2 separate regions of the Mus musculus genome follow, and region 2 is linked to region 1. Evidence: chromatin contacts called from public Hi-C data. All regions are on one chromosome and are shown on one strand. The core of a region is the stretch at or near the end of the contact, and the rest is flanking DNA. Distances in the headings are between cores, read along the strand shown. Region 1 overlaps Skap1 (src family associated phosphoprotein 1). Region 2 overlaps Skap1 (src family associated phosphoprotein 1).

Region 1 (6,198 bases), core at 1,869-4,368:
AACATGCAGTGTGTATATTTAGAGAGAACCTAAAGAAGTCGGAAGAGGCTCTTCTTAACTCAAACTTTTTTGTGATTCATCTTATTTTTTTTCAGTAGCTTAAGGCGAGATAATGGAAACCTGCTATAATTTCTGTTTGTCCCTTTAAAATATTAACTCCACGTAGAAACCCAAATCTCTTTTAAAGGTCAATTACAGTAGTTATCGGCTCTGGGTTTGTGTTGCGATCACATGTTTTATTCTGAAGAGTGTGTTCTCTGATTGAAGCTATCTTGGTAGAGTTTTGGCTTGGGCTGTTATAATAAAGTCTGAAAACCTCCAATGCCCTCCCTGCTCCGCACAAACTCCCATCTGAAAGAAGAGAATCCCCTGTAGTCTAATTTGATTATTCTGACTCTGGGCGCTGTGATAAAGTGCTGTGCTCACTTTATCATGGAGAGTTTGTAAAGTATTAGGGAAAAATTCTGAACTGTAGTAGATTGATCCTAAGATTCATCACAGAGCCCTGTGGGAACCTTCTGGCCTCCACTCTTTAATCTCCTCAGAAGATTTGTTTCCATGAAAGACAAGGGTGGACTGCAACTTTCTAATGCAGAGTCTGTCTTGAGGGTTTTGTTGCTGCTGCTGCTGTTGTTGTTGTTGTTGTCGTCGTTGTCGTTGTTTTAAAATGACACTTTGAACGTGTAGTGCATAATTCATTAGAAGGTCTGTTGCCAGGCAACCTAGGGGGCATTGTTGAAGTTGAAGGAATAGTGGAGAAAGACAAAACATGTTTTATGATAATTAGAATAAAAATTGAATATCAGAACTTCACGGGTCAGCTTCTGCTCACACAGTTAGCTCTCACCTTGCAAAGAAAGGGATGTATCAGATAATTAGGTCAAATCAATGATTATATATCTTTAACTCAAGTGGAAGGGACTGTAATTGTGATGAAATTTGTCTGAAGGGGAACGCATGGGGAATCTTGTCAAAGGTCATGAGTTCAAAGGGGAAACTAAGTTCAAGGTTCGGCTCCTGTTCACACACCCTCACCAACAGTGCACAACAAGAGACTAAACGACCAATAGTTCTATAAACAAGTTAACTCGTCTTTTGGAAACGGAGTCTGCCTCAGTCACACCCCTTTAGTGACAGAAAATTAAAGCAGCTGTGACTCCTCACTGGGACATTTTCTCCTGATGTGGCCCTGTTCCTGTGTGTCAGTCTCTAATGCTTTGTTACTAAACACATAATACGTCCTGCAATATGGGATGCAAATACACAGCCCGTCTCCAGGACATGGCCACACATCCCTCTTGCAAAGCCCTGACCTGTTTACAAGAAACGATCAAATGCAAGCTAAAGGCAACAGGAAATAGCTAGGAAAGTTGCCTGAGTTTGTTCGTTTTCTCTCTCTCTTTCTCTCTCTCTCTCTCTCTCTCTCTCTCTCTCTCTCTCTCTCTCTCTCTCTCTCTCATTCAATTTCCCCTTAAACTTGACAAAGTGGAACCAAAATTCACCCTTGTCTTGGACATTCTTCTGATACAAAGGCTCTATTCTCCCTTTTGATGCTTGTAGAACTTCCATTAAGGTTGACGGTAAACTCTTGCATGGGATAAAAAAAAAGAAAAAAAGAAAAAGAAAAAGAAAAAGAAAGAAAGAAAGAAAGAAAGAAAGAAAGAAAGAAAGAAAGAAAGAAAGAAAGAAAGAAAGGAGAAAAATCTGCCCCTCTTCTTTACCCTGGTATAATTTTTAAAGGGACAACAATAAGAACAATGGCACAGAAGACATGCAGTGGTAAAGGAAGCCTGGCTTTAAACAGTCTGGAGTTCCCCTAAGTGTCACCTCAATACATTATACTCTGTAAAACAGTGTAGGAAGTATCTTATGAGAGAAGTGTGTATAAGACAAAGTGCATAGCTGCTTTAAAGTGAACCAGGAAAGTTCTTGCTCAACCATTTCCACTCCACCACTTATTAAATCGCCCCCCGTGCAATGACGTTATTCCTGGTTGAAGACCAAGTAGCGTAACTAGTTACAAAAGATGTTTTTCCACTCCATACTGGGGCTTGTATGTGTGGACAGGCAACACCACCCACAAGGACCTGGCCAAAGTGGGATAATGATCCAAATACTGCTTTAATGTTACACGTGATTCATGAAGCACAATGCAGAGCTCTTTCAGATATAAACACCCACGATCAAACCCCACTTGCTTGTGTCTCCCTTTGAAAGAAAGAAACTCCTGCTAGAAAGCAGGACAAGCAGGCATGTGATGAAAACCCACCCATAGTTCTGCTCATGAATTTTCTTGTGTTTATCACGTCTGCTGCCTGGATGGGCTTATTATCCTGGGGTTTCTTCTCGAACAGCTCTGTCTTTTTGTCAGACTCTGTGTTTTCTGTCTGTAAACTCTAAGGTACTTGCTGAATTTTAAAGAGAAAGGAGAAAGAAGACAAGGGAGAGGTGGGGGGAAAAACATCCTCTCTGATTCAGATTGTGATTGGTAAACTTCTCTGGAATAAACATGAGGCCCGTGAGCGGAGGAGAACTCAGAGACAGGTGCCTCCAGTAACTGAATGGGTTGGCAGGGAGGCTGAAGGGCTGAGGCAGTTCACACTTTGGTTAAACTCTTACAACTAAAAATTCCACCCTGGTAAAATTCAGAAGTTCAAGGAACAACATCACCATGATATTAACGACCTCTGAGGGCATCTAGAGTTCAGAGTTCACCCTCTATTTACAACATACTCTGAGGCTGCTCCACCTCCTACGCCTCGCTTTAAAGGGGAGGGGGGCGATTATTTAGGACATCATGACAGTCGGCCTGGCTAATTTTTATACAAAAACAGAGACAGTGGGAAATATAACAGTCAAGTATTAGGAATGGATAAAACGGGGGGGGGAGCCCAATCTTAGGAGAAGTTATCCCCTGAACAGTTCAAAGTTCACTCTTTGTTCACGTATAATGAAGAGTCTTCAGTTATCAGGTATTTAAACCCAAGTCAGCAGTTCCATATCCGTAACCTGAGCCGAGTGTTCCTCCACCTAATGGCCACGCTGCTGTCGTTTGCAGCGAGTTGGGTGACAATCGATTTGTACTCCGAGACGGGAACAGATGGGCTTTCATTGTGAGACTCCGCCTGTATGCAAATGTGAACGGAGTTTCACCCGATCCAGGGGTCTGACCTGACCGTGCACATGCATTTACTCAACGTGGCTCAGCCTGGGGGGGGGGGCAGCGAAGGGGGAATAAAAAATGGCAATCGGATAGTACCAGCGGCAGGTCAAGTTTACCATCCGTCTTTCAGCGGGACTGAGATGGCAACACAGTTATTTAGTTTCAGTGTTGATGTGCGTTGCAATAAACTCCATCATTTCACCTGTTTATGAACCCGGCCTTGTATGAGATCTCTGTGAATTCAAACAAAGCTGGCAATCAACCCTCTTGTTTCCAGCAGAATGGGGGATTATGGACTTTAAAGATAAATAAATAAATAAAGCATCCTTGTATCTCCCCTGTCTTCACATGCATAAATCAATATTCCTTTCCTTCTGGCTCCTTTTATTTCTTACATTGACTTTATTAATTTCTTATTTGGAGGAAACAAAATACATCCCCCCAAAATGCTCTTCATTTCAAATGAAGAAATATGATCATTAATGTCAGAATAAACAACCAGCATTTTAGATGTCAATTAACTGTTTTTGCATGTACACAGCAATGTACAGCCCCTAATAAATCTTACAATTAAATGTGCAGCCCTTCATTAGAGTGGAAATATGAACAGCTGTAATCATACACATTCTATTGACAGAGAAAAATTTGGTTCCATTTGTAATTTTTCACATTGGGAAAGAATGAGAGACGGATTGGGACCATGATTGCTTTTATAACTGTGGGCTTTTTAAACTTCCCATGTACAGGATAACAAACCAGTGTCTTTGACTTGGGGGTCTAACAGCAGTGATTTGCTTCTATTTTCTTCTCTCATGAAAGTAAATTTCTCTTGGGAAACATATAAGCCTTTGGCTAGAAAACCCATAGGACAAATACCCCCAAAGTGAACCAAATAACGAATTGCTGCTTGCTTCGGTACAGCTGTTCATGGCCGGGTTCTGTTAACTGATGTCTGGGATTGGCATTAAAGTCAGTTGGGGAGGGGGGGAGAGTTGCTAAGAATATAAAGAGAAAGTTGAGACATTCCGCAAAAACTGCTTCTGGCAACCAAACACACTGCTTCTAGCCACACAGGAGCCTTGCCATAATAGAAAGGGAGTCTTCTGAAGTTGTGTTTGCACAAGTAGAGGCAAAACCAAGATGAGAGCCCTTCAAAAGCAAGGTGCCGAATTGTCTCTCCCATAAGGGTTCCTCTCTACTTACTCTGATCTCCTCAGGACAGCATGGAGAAGCAGTTCTCGAGAGTTAGGCTTGAGATAATTCCAATGAGAAATGAATGATCAAGACTTGGGCTAGCATTTGTCTGCCGGGCACTCAGAGTAGCTGACAGGGATAATAACGAGTAAGGAGTTGCATAGCAGCGTAGCAAGCATTAAAAACTGTCATACTGCGCTCCGTGACTATTGAACATTGATTCAATTACCTTGCATGGTCTCTGTATATGTATTTCAAAATAGATGGGAGCCTCTAAAATACCATATATGTGAACATACATGTATATATACATACCGACACATAGGTATTTATATCTCTGTTATCTAGATCGTTCCTTATACAAACAAAGATTTATGTTAATGCAAGATTTTGTGTCTACAGAAACCTTAGCTAGTGGTTGAATTATGAGAGGCCAGTTTAAGTTAAGGATATCATTTATACCTTTTGAAAATTTACTGGAGAATTGTCAAGGCAGTGCCTAACAGGGTATTCAAAATGTTTATTTACATTAGAAGCAAGGAACTCCCATTCTTAAAATTTAACAAGAAGCTTAACAAGGCTTGTTCTGGCATGAATAAGATTCCAGAGACTTTTTTTAAACAGGAAAATGAAAATGTTTGCTACATAAATACTGTAACCGAATTGTTCAAAACATTACATATAGCTATTTAGTGAGATGGTGCATTGTTCTAAACTATTATCAGAAACAAACTTCAGACATGAAAATCAATTTCTTTTGTAAGGAGTGCATTGAAAGAAATGACATGAATTGAGAGAAAATGCTTACATTTTAATTTTTTTTTTTTTTTTGAGGAAGAAAGATCCCAGACACCATCATTCGGCTTCTTGACAGCTCGCAGGCATCTAGAAAATGCTCCACTTCCTGTCTTTATGAAATCCATGAACGCTCTTTTAGTTGAACAACTGTGTCTCAAAGTACTTACAAACAAGGGGGGACTGAGCTCAAGTCGATATTCAACTGCTCATTTGGCTCTTATGTGTCAAGAACTCTTGCAAGTAATTTATGTGTATTAATTCATCCAATCTTGATGAAGAGGAGCAGGCCCCGTTTTTATCTCCATCTTACAGATGGGGAAAGTGTAGCTTTACTCAAATGGTGGTTCCCCCTTGAGATCAGAGAATGGTATATGTGAGAATCAGGACCTACAATTCTGGAAAGACCTGCTACATAATTAGATGAAGGGTGCGTCTCTCTATGCCCATTTTGGCTGTAGAAAGAGATGATGGTGCCTGTAAAAGCCCTATGTGCGAGCTAAGCAACCTGTTTGATAGGCCATAAGAAGGGAGCATTGCAGCCAAATGAACAAAAACAAGCGGTAATTTCTGCTCTTTTTGAACTTTGTGTATTTAGAGATGGCTGCTCTTGGTCCATTGCATAACGTGGGGCTCCTAAGACAGTGCCACAAATCCTTATGCAAACTTGCCCATGAAGAGGGGAAGGGAAGTACAGGGTGCATTCATTTTAAATCTGACCTTGTTCCAGCTCATCGCTCTATTCCTAGGCAACAAAATTAGGTCCCTCTGGAGCACTTCGTTATTTTCCTTATTTACGCTAATGTTAGCTCAGCTGTACCTTTGGAAAGATGGCTGAAGGGAAATTAAGCAGAGCATAAGGGTCTTTTTCTTCCTCCTCTTTTTAAATAACCATTGTGAACCATAACTTAGTGTGCCAAAGACTGGCTTGTGAGCCATTGAATTCACAATGAAAAGAACGGTACTGACAGTTCATAATTAGTGTCTTCACCCTGTCTGCCAGAGCCCTCAGCAAAGGTGTGCCTGTACCCTGTCGGTTTGAGAGA
Region 2 (6,895 bases), core at 3,168-5,667, 160 kb after region 1:
CAGTGCTGATAAGGCCAACCTACTGAATTCAATTGCACACAGCCCCGCTAACTTTATTCTCTTCCTCAAGCATAAGCAAGCCAGCCCTAGACTCAGCTAACACATGCTATTGTTGATCATAAAGCAACAGGGCTTTATTTAAAAGGGATAGATTATTGCCTGTCTATCATAAAAGAATTTTCTGGAGTTGCAGGCTACAGTTTGAGGGAATTATTGATCATCATCCTGTAAACAACCAAAAAAGACCACATATATTATACAGCCAAACTAAGACAGCACGTCTTATTCCTAAGAGAACTTATCACAGAGGCTGTTCTCTATGCAGCCCGTCAATATCTACAAATACAGTTTTGAAATGGGCATAATGTGCTCTTTAATTGGTGAGCATATGAACGTCACAGAGGATTACGAGAAACCCACTGTCCTGTGAACATCGCGTTTGCCGTTTCTCTTATTCTAGGACCGGTACTACTTATGCTAAGGGTCTGTTTGTGCTTGAGATATTCTGGGAACTCCTTTACAGAAGACCAAGGGGCAGGGGAAATGGCTCAGTGGGTAAAGGGACTTGCTGCCAAGACTAAAGACCTGAGTTCAGTCCCAGAGACGATGTGGAAGGAGAGGACTGACTCCTGAAAGGTGTCCTCTGACCTCCACAGGTGCATTGTGGCATACACACACGGTAAATTAGTGAATAAAAATATAATAAGATACAAAATGTAAAACAATAAAATAAAATGTAGTAAAAAAAAAAAAAAAAAGAAAAGAAAGAAAGAAAGAAAGAAAGAAACAAACCAAGTCTGACTCCAGATGTCTTCCAGGCCCCTTTAAACAGTAACTAAATTCAGACCTTGCCCTTTGCAGGAAGCTAAGGGCTTTGTAGGCCCTGCTGGATGAAATCACGGTGTTCTAGTGATTTCTCCTGCAACTCTAACTCAGCACTACCCTACCACAATTTCGGTGCAGCTCCAATACACCAAGAATAAATTGGAAGCAGAGAAGGGAGTGGACACTGGCCTGATTGGTATTTCAAATGCCCGAAAGCAAGGTTTGCTGTGTAATAGAATTTGTGTACATTACTGTGCTGGCATTACGGGGTAATCGAGTTACCCACTCAGGTGTGACCAGGCCTCTGTTTGCCCAGAGCCTGCAGGTGAACAAATTAACTGTTTACATTGTCTGGAGGTGCCTGCAGCAGGAGGGGGGGAGTGCAGAGCCAGACTGGCGGCTGGCCTTCTCTCTGTCATGATTATTTTGTTTGTTTTACATGTCTTTTGCCTTTGTTAATGGCTTCTCACTGGGGGTCCCTTCCCTCCAGTTAGATCTAAGGGGCTGTGCAGTGACCTGTCCCCTTATAGAGTGGTGTGTGGTTACCATGGCTGTGGCATTTCTATGAGATGCCTAAGAACATTAGACTGGTCTTTTAAAATCAAACCCCACCTCCCTTCCTCCATGACTACATGCTAAGGCATCAGAGTTTAATTCAGGGGAAATGCCTCACTGCCTTTATTCTGTCAGCGTCTTTCTCCACTGTTCCGGAAGGTTCTAAGTCTATCAGTATCTCTGCCCCCTAAGCAATACCAGGTGCCTCTCTTCCTCATACTTAATCCCTGCAAATCAGAGGAGGAGACGAGAAGGTTGTAGTTCAAGGACCATTCCTTCTGCAAGCTTCATTCTGTTTAACGTCGGCTTGGGGAGCATCTGAGATTGGATTTACCCTGATGCTATTACCTAACTCGATCAGAGCCCTTGGACAAAAAGGAACCTTAAAAGACCTCCCTTCCTATTTGCTTGTCTCTAAAAAACACAAATGAACCAATTCATACAGATAGAAAAGGAGATTCTGATGCCATCTAGATGCTCAGCCATTCCCCGCTCTCTGGAATTCTCTCTCCGGCTCTTCCTACCTCAGCCCCAGCTGGCTTCCTTGGCTGGAATAAAACTGCCTCCCATACCTGGAGCAAGAGAACAAACTGACGCACACTGAGTTTAGTCCGAGAGAATGGTGTCTGGAGTACTCCGTATTTCTTCCCTGCAAAGGCCAGTAGCCTCTTGGCTGAGCAAGAAAGGCCTCTGTCTAGAACCCTGCCGAATGTCTCCCTGCAGGATGCACGACACAGCTGTGCAGCTCAGCTCCATGGAATTGTTTCCTCACCTGTAAAATGAGGGAGTTGTTTCTCCCACCCTAGATACTTTCATTCTGAACACAGTGGGCCTGATGTTGCAAAGCTGCTCGAGAAATCCACCCAGCATTCTAGTGCAGCTTTAATGACTTGCTCCATTTGATCGACAAGCATTCCAACCGCCACCTGTCTTGTCTTCACCCCCATAGGTACAACTGGTTTATCCCTCTCAAAGTAAAACTTAACAGTGCTGAGGATCAAATCCAGGGCCTTATGCATGCTAGGCCCTGGATGGTCTACTACCAAGTTAAATCCATAGCCCTTCATTAAGAAAACACTGTGGTGGGCGTGGTGACCCTTGGGAGACAGAGGCATGCCGATCTCTGATTTTGAGACCACCCTGGTCAACATTCTGAATTCCAGGACAGCCAGGACTACATAATAAAGAAACCCTGTCTCAGAAAAAAAAAAAAAAAGAAAGAAAGAAAGAAAGAAAGAGAAAAGAAAAGAAAAGAAAAGAAAAGGAAAAGGAAAAGGAAAAGGAAAAGGAAAAGGAAAAGGAAAAGGAAAAGGAAAAGAAAAGGCTGCAAGGAGAGAGCCTGGAAGAAGGAGACTCAAGGCAGGGAAGTAAGATGAGCATTTAGAAAGGGGGAAGATGCCAGCTTTTAACCCTGGACTGTCCTTGATGGCCCTGCTGGGATCGGGGGATGTTTGCTTGCTTGCTTGCTTGCTTGTTTTATTTAACATGTATTGGTATTTTGTCTGTACATATGTCTGTGCCCTCAGAGGCCAGAAGAGGGCTTTGGACCCTCTGAGACTGGAGTTACAGATGGTTAATGGGTCACCATATGGGTGCTGGAAATTGAAACCGGATCCTCTGGAATGGTAGGCAGTGCTCTTAACCATTGACCCAGATCTCCAGCCCTGTAATACACACACACACACACACACACACATACACGATACATTATATATATATATATATATATATATATACATACATACATAAATATAGTACATGATAGATAGATAGATAGATAGATAGATAGATAGATAGATAGATAAAGAAATGTACTTCATAGTTATCCAAACAGCCTACCACTTGTCCTATACTCAGGTAGGTTATTTGTGTAACCTTGAAAAAAAAAAAAAAGCCGGGCATGGTGGCACACACCTTTAATGCCAGCACTTGGGAGGCAGAGGCAGGTGAATTTCTGAGTTCGAGGCCAGCCTGGTCTACAGAGTGAGTTCCAGGACAGCCAGGGCTATACAGAGAAACCCTGTCTCGAAAAAAAAAAAAAACAAAAAAGAAAAAAGTCACTTAAACATTCTAGGCTTTAATGTCCTTATCTGTAAAAAGTAGGATAGTTTCCATTCATAGGGTTGTGGTCAGAGAATGTATGTTAAGGCATATTTACCCCTTAAGTAATGACAACTCCTATATTCTTCCTTCCCATCCACTAACACTACACCAAAAGGACCCTTTGTGTTGGGCATTTCCTTATGATTTCATTAAATCATTGATACAGTAGAGCAAAATGAGGGCCAGCAAGATGGCTCTGTGGTTGAAGATGCCTGCCACCACGCCTGCCCCTTGAGTTCCATCCCTGGGACCCACATGACAGGAAGAAAGAATCAACTCCCAGAAGTTGTCCCCTGAGCGACACATGCTTGCCTGTTGGCACATGCGCATGCACAAGCTGTGGCACTCACACGCACGCACACACATATAAACAAATTTAATTCCTTTTGGATATATATATATATATATATATATATATATATATATATGTAATGAGAAAAATGGTCATACACCAAGAACTTCTCAGAAGCTCCATCGGTTGAGACACAAAATAAAGTTCTCTCACGTAGGTAAGAACACTCACTACCCAGTGAAGAGGCCTATGTGGAAATCCACTGTGTCTTTGTGGTTTAGAAATATCATCACTGACACCAGAAAGTCTCCAAAGCTCTCTTCCAGAAGAGGCCTGAGCCAAGTACCCATCTCAGGAGCAGTAACAAGGACACAGCAGCAGAGAGCCCTCCCGCGGACCGCCCCTCAGCACATCCAAACATTCCGAGGCCCCATGCCGCTTCATGCCCACTTAACTCGCTGACTTCTAATTTGGATCTTAAAATATATTAGAGAAAGATTTTAATAACGAAGCGGATGTGAACATCCAGCGGATGTTCCTGCACTCCTTTTGGGCCCAGAGATTTCTGAGCGGCTTTTGCTGGTAAGAGCCTCTCTTCCTCCCCCTGGAGGAGCCAGGACACAGCGCCAGACACAGCAGGGCGGTTTAGCGCTTTTCAGTGGCTCCAGATTGTGGCGCTGGTGCAGGTCTCCTCATACGTAACGGATCACTCCTGAGAGCCTGCCCCTCGTAAATTACTTCCCACGATGCCGGCGACCACCGCAGAATTCGAGTTTGAACAGAGAAGAGAAAAGGTGTTTGAGAGGCCTGTTCACTCGGCTGCATTTTAATTTCCTTTTCAATCTTGTCCCAATTAATTTCACAGAATTAATCTCACAGAAGCAAACTCGGCGGCACTGAGGCTGTGTGGTTTTAGTGTGGCGGTCGCTCTGCCTGAACATGAAATAGGAGCTAATATAAAAATCCATCTGCTGTGTTTGAAATACACACCGGCTGCCGCTCGGTCCTGTCCGACATTCCAAGCATCAACAGCAGGGGGGAAAGTGATTTGGGGGTTAGTGACCATCAGTACCTGGCAGGGGTTCAACAACAGGTGTACTCCAAAAATCCATTCTGTCTGAGCACCATGCATGACAGGGCAGGTGCTGAATCACTCTCGGGGCGAGGACATGGTGTCCTGGCTTAGCTCCTTGTATGTGAGGGCTGCAAGGGCCCTCTGGAATCCACTCTCCGGCCTCTTAAAGGATAAGTAAGATGCCTCTGTTTGGATTAGAGAAGTCACAAGTTTCCTGTCAGGGAAGTGGCCTGACTTCCAGCCAGCAAGGTTTTCCCTTAGAAAACATTCCTTCTAAATAGCATAGGTGCTTCTGCTGTCTGAGATACCACATCACTGAATGGCCAATGGGAAACAGATCAGTTCTAGAACTGATTTATGGCAGTAACATGAGCGGCCCAGCAAATAAAAAGGAGAAACTTTGTAGGGTGTAGAGGCTCACACCTTTAATCCCTGCAGACTGAGGCAGAAGCAGGTAGATCTCTCTGTTGAGTCCAAAGCAGCCTGGTGTACATAGCAAGTTCTGAGCCGGCCAGGGACATATATTGAGACTGTCTCAAAAACCGAAAGGAAAAACACAGTTAACTGGAAACTAGAAGAGCCACATACCCCTTGCCTCCTGTGGAGGTAAACTGAGCCAGAAGGATGCATCTCTGAAGCTTGGGTTGTGTCCTTCACTGATAAGGCTCTAAGGCCTTATTTCTTTGGGAATCAGCATTGGAGCAACAAGTTGGGCATTCCTTAGGGTTGATACGTGATGGCTTAGCCAGGACAGGAAGGTCTTTTCAGGGCTCTGCAGTGCCCGTCTTTGGGCTGACATCTTAGCTGGTGGAAACAGTGTATCATGAGGCTCTTCATGTGGGTAGATGGACTTTCTATGAACTAGGATAGATTCTGTTACCTGGGATGGAACAGCTGTCTCTGGCTCCCGCTGCCTAAATGTAGCAGGCCTGGCCGGGCATACCTGGGCTGTGTTAACATAATGCCTGTTGTAAGGGGACTTAAAAAACCCAGGGGTTTCTTCCCCCTTACCTCCTTAAAGGACTACTTAAGAATATAGACCGTTCTCTTCCCTTGGGCTGTTCCTTCCTTCCTTTCTTTAAAAAAAAAAAAATCTGTATATTATTTGAGAGAGAAAGAGAACGTGCAATGATATTTCCTCTTTTAGGTGTGTTTAGTTGAATGTGACAACACCGCTCATAAAAACCCCTAAGTTAATCCCTTCGATTGCTTTAAAGGAAGGATTTATTTATTTATTTATTTATTTTTAATTTCAGGGCTCTGAGGGAAAGGAGGTGTTTGGTGACATCTAGTGTCCATTTAGGACTTCCTCAGGCGTCGTACCCCCAGCTTGACTGAGTGGGGGTGGGGGGATGGGCTAAGGTTATTTGGGAGGTAATTTGGGAGTCGTAAGTGGGGAAATATAGGCCTGGGGCACAGACTGCCCAAACAGTGTGATGAAACTGATCAATGCCTGTCAAAGAACTATTATTCACCTCTGACCTAACCAAAGGGGTAGGCAGGGGTAGACCATCAGAAGCTATCTTTTCTTATTTATAATGGCATGGGGGAAACGCAGAAGGTGTCCCCGCCACCCCATTGCATGTTAACAAGCAGGTCAACACCGTGCTGTGATGACGAAGATGATGATGGTGGTGGTATTTTCTCTCATTAATAACCCCTTTGGGAAGCAGGAGTTAGGGGGATGCGAATGGGATTTGGGGTCAGCTGGAAGGCAACGGTCATACACCGGTCAAATTCAGTGGAGGCCATTCCTTTCCCCCAGACAGGAACCAATCGTCTAGAACAAACCCTGGCAGCCTCATTCCTTGCAGGTAATTTTTATAAATGAGGGGATACCCATTCCAGGAGAGGACAAAAGGGAGAGGCTGCTTGTTTGTGTGCACGTGCATGCACATAGGCCTGTGAGCCCATGTTTGTGTGCCTCTGTTTGTGTGCACGTGCATGCACGTAGGCCTGCGAGCAAGGGGCCGACTGCACGACAGCCCTGGCCCCTTGGATCCTGTCTCTTTCTTATAAAAACCCTTTAAGAGAGAGAGGATACA

The links. A called contact is a pair of places that touch in the nucleus more often than the background predicts.
Region 2: a Hi-C map of stem cell-derived motor neurons shows a contact between it and region 1, with 5 times the contacts expected there. The contact joins two enhancer-like sites. A contact is called at or near these places in 2 of 15 datasets of contacts at CTCF or cohesin (the NIH/3T3 cell line and stem cell-derived epiblast-like cells), 26 of 484 Hi-C or Micro-C datasets (B cells, the Ba/F3 cell line, the G1E-ER4 cell line and 7 more), 5 of 115 datasets of contacts at active chromatin or transcription factors (differentiating embryonic stem cells, embryonic stem cells, neural tube and 1 more) and 1 of 9 other capture datasets (embryonic stem cells).

Annotation. Positions count from the first base shown.
Region 1 is chr11:96,575,988-96,582,185 of GRCm38.p6, forward strand. All of the region lies in intron 4 of Skap1 (src family associated phosphoprotein 1), which reads left to right. Among named protein-coding and RNA genes, the nearest start is that of Gm38960, 39 kb to the left of the region's middle. Within about 2 kb of position 3,119, at least 19 of the 459 cell types and tissues checked have an H3K27ac peak or open chromatin away from gene starts, as enhancers often do. A contact at or near this core is called in stem cell-derived motor neurons, where this site is marked.
Region 2 is chr11:96,731,699-96,738,593 of GRCm38.p6, forward strand. The region is part of intron 10 of Skap1 (src family associated phosphoprotein 1); the gene reads left to right. Among named protein-coding and RNA genes, the nearest start is that of Snx11, 42 kb to the right of the region's middle. Within about 2 kb of position 4,418, at least 24 of the 459 cell types and tissues checked have an H3K27ac peak or open chromatin away from gene starts, as enhancers often do. A contact at or near this core is called in stem cell-derived motor neurons, where this site is marked.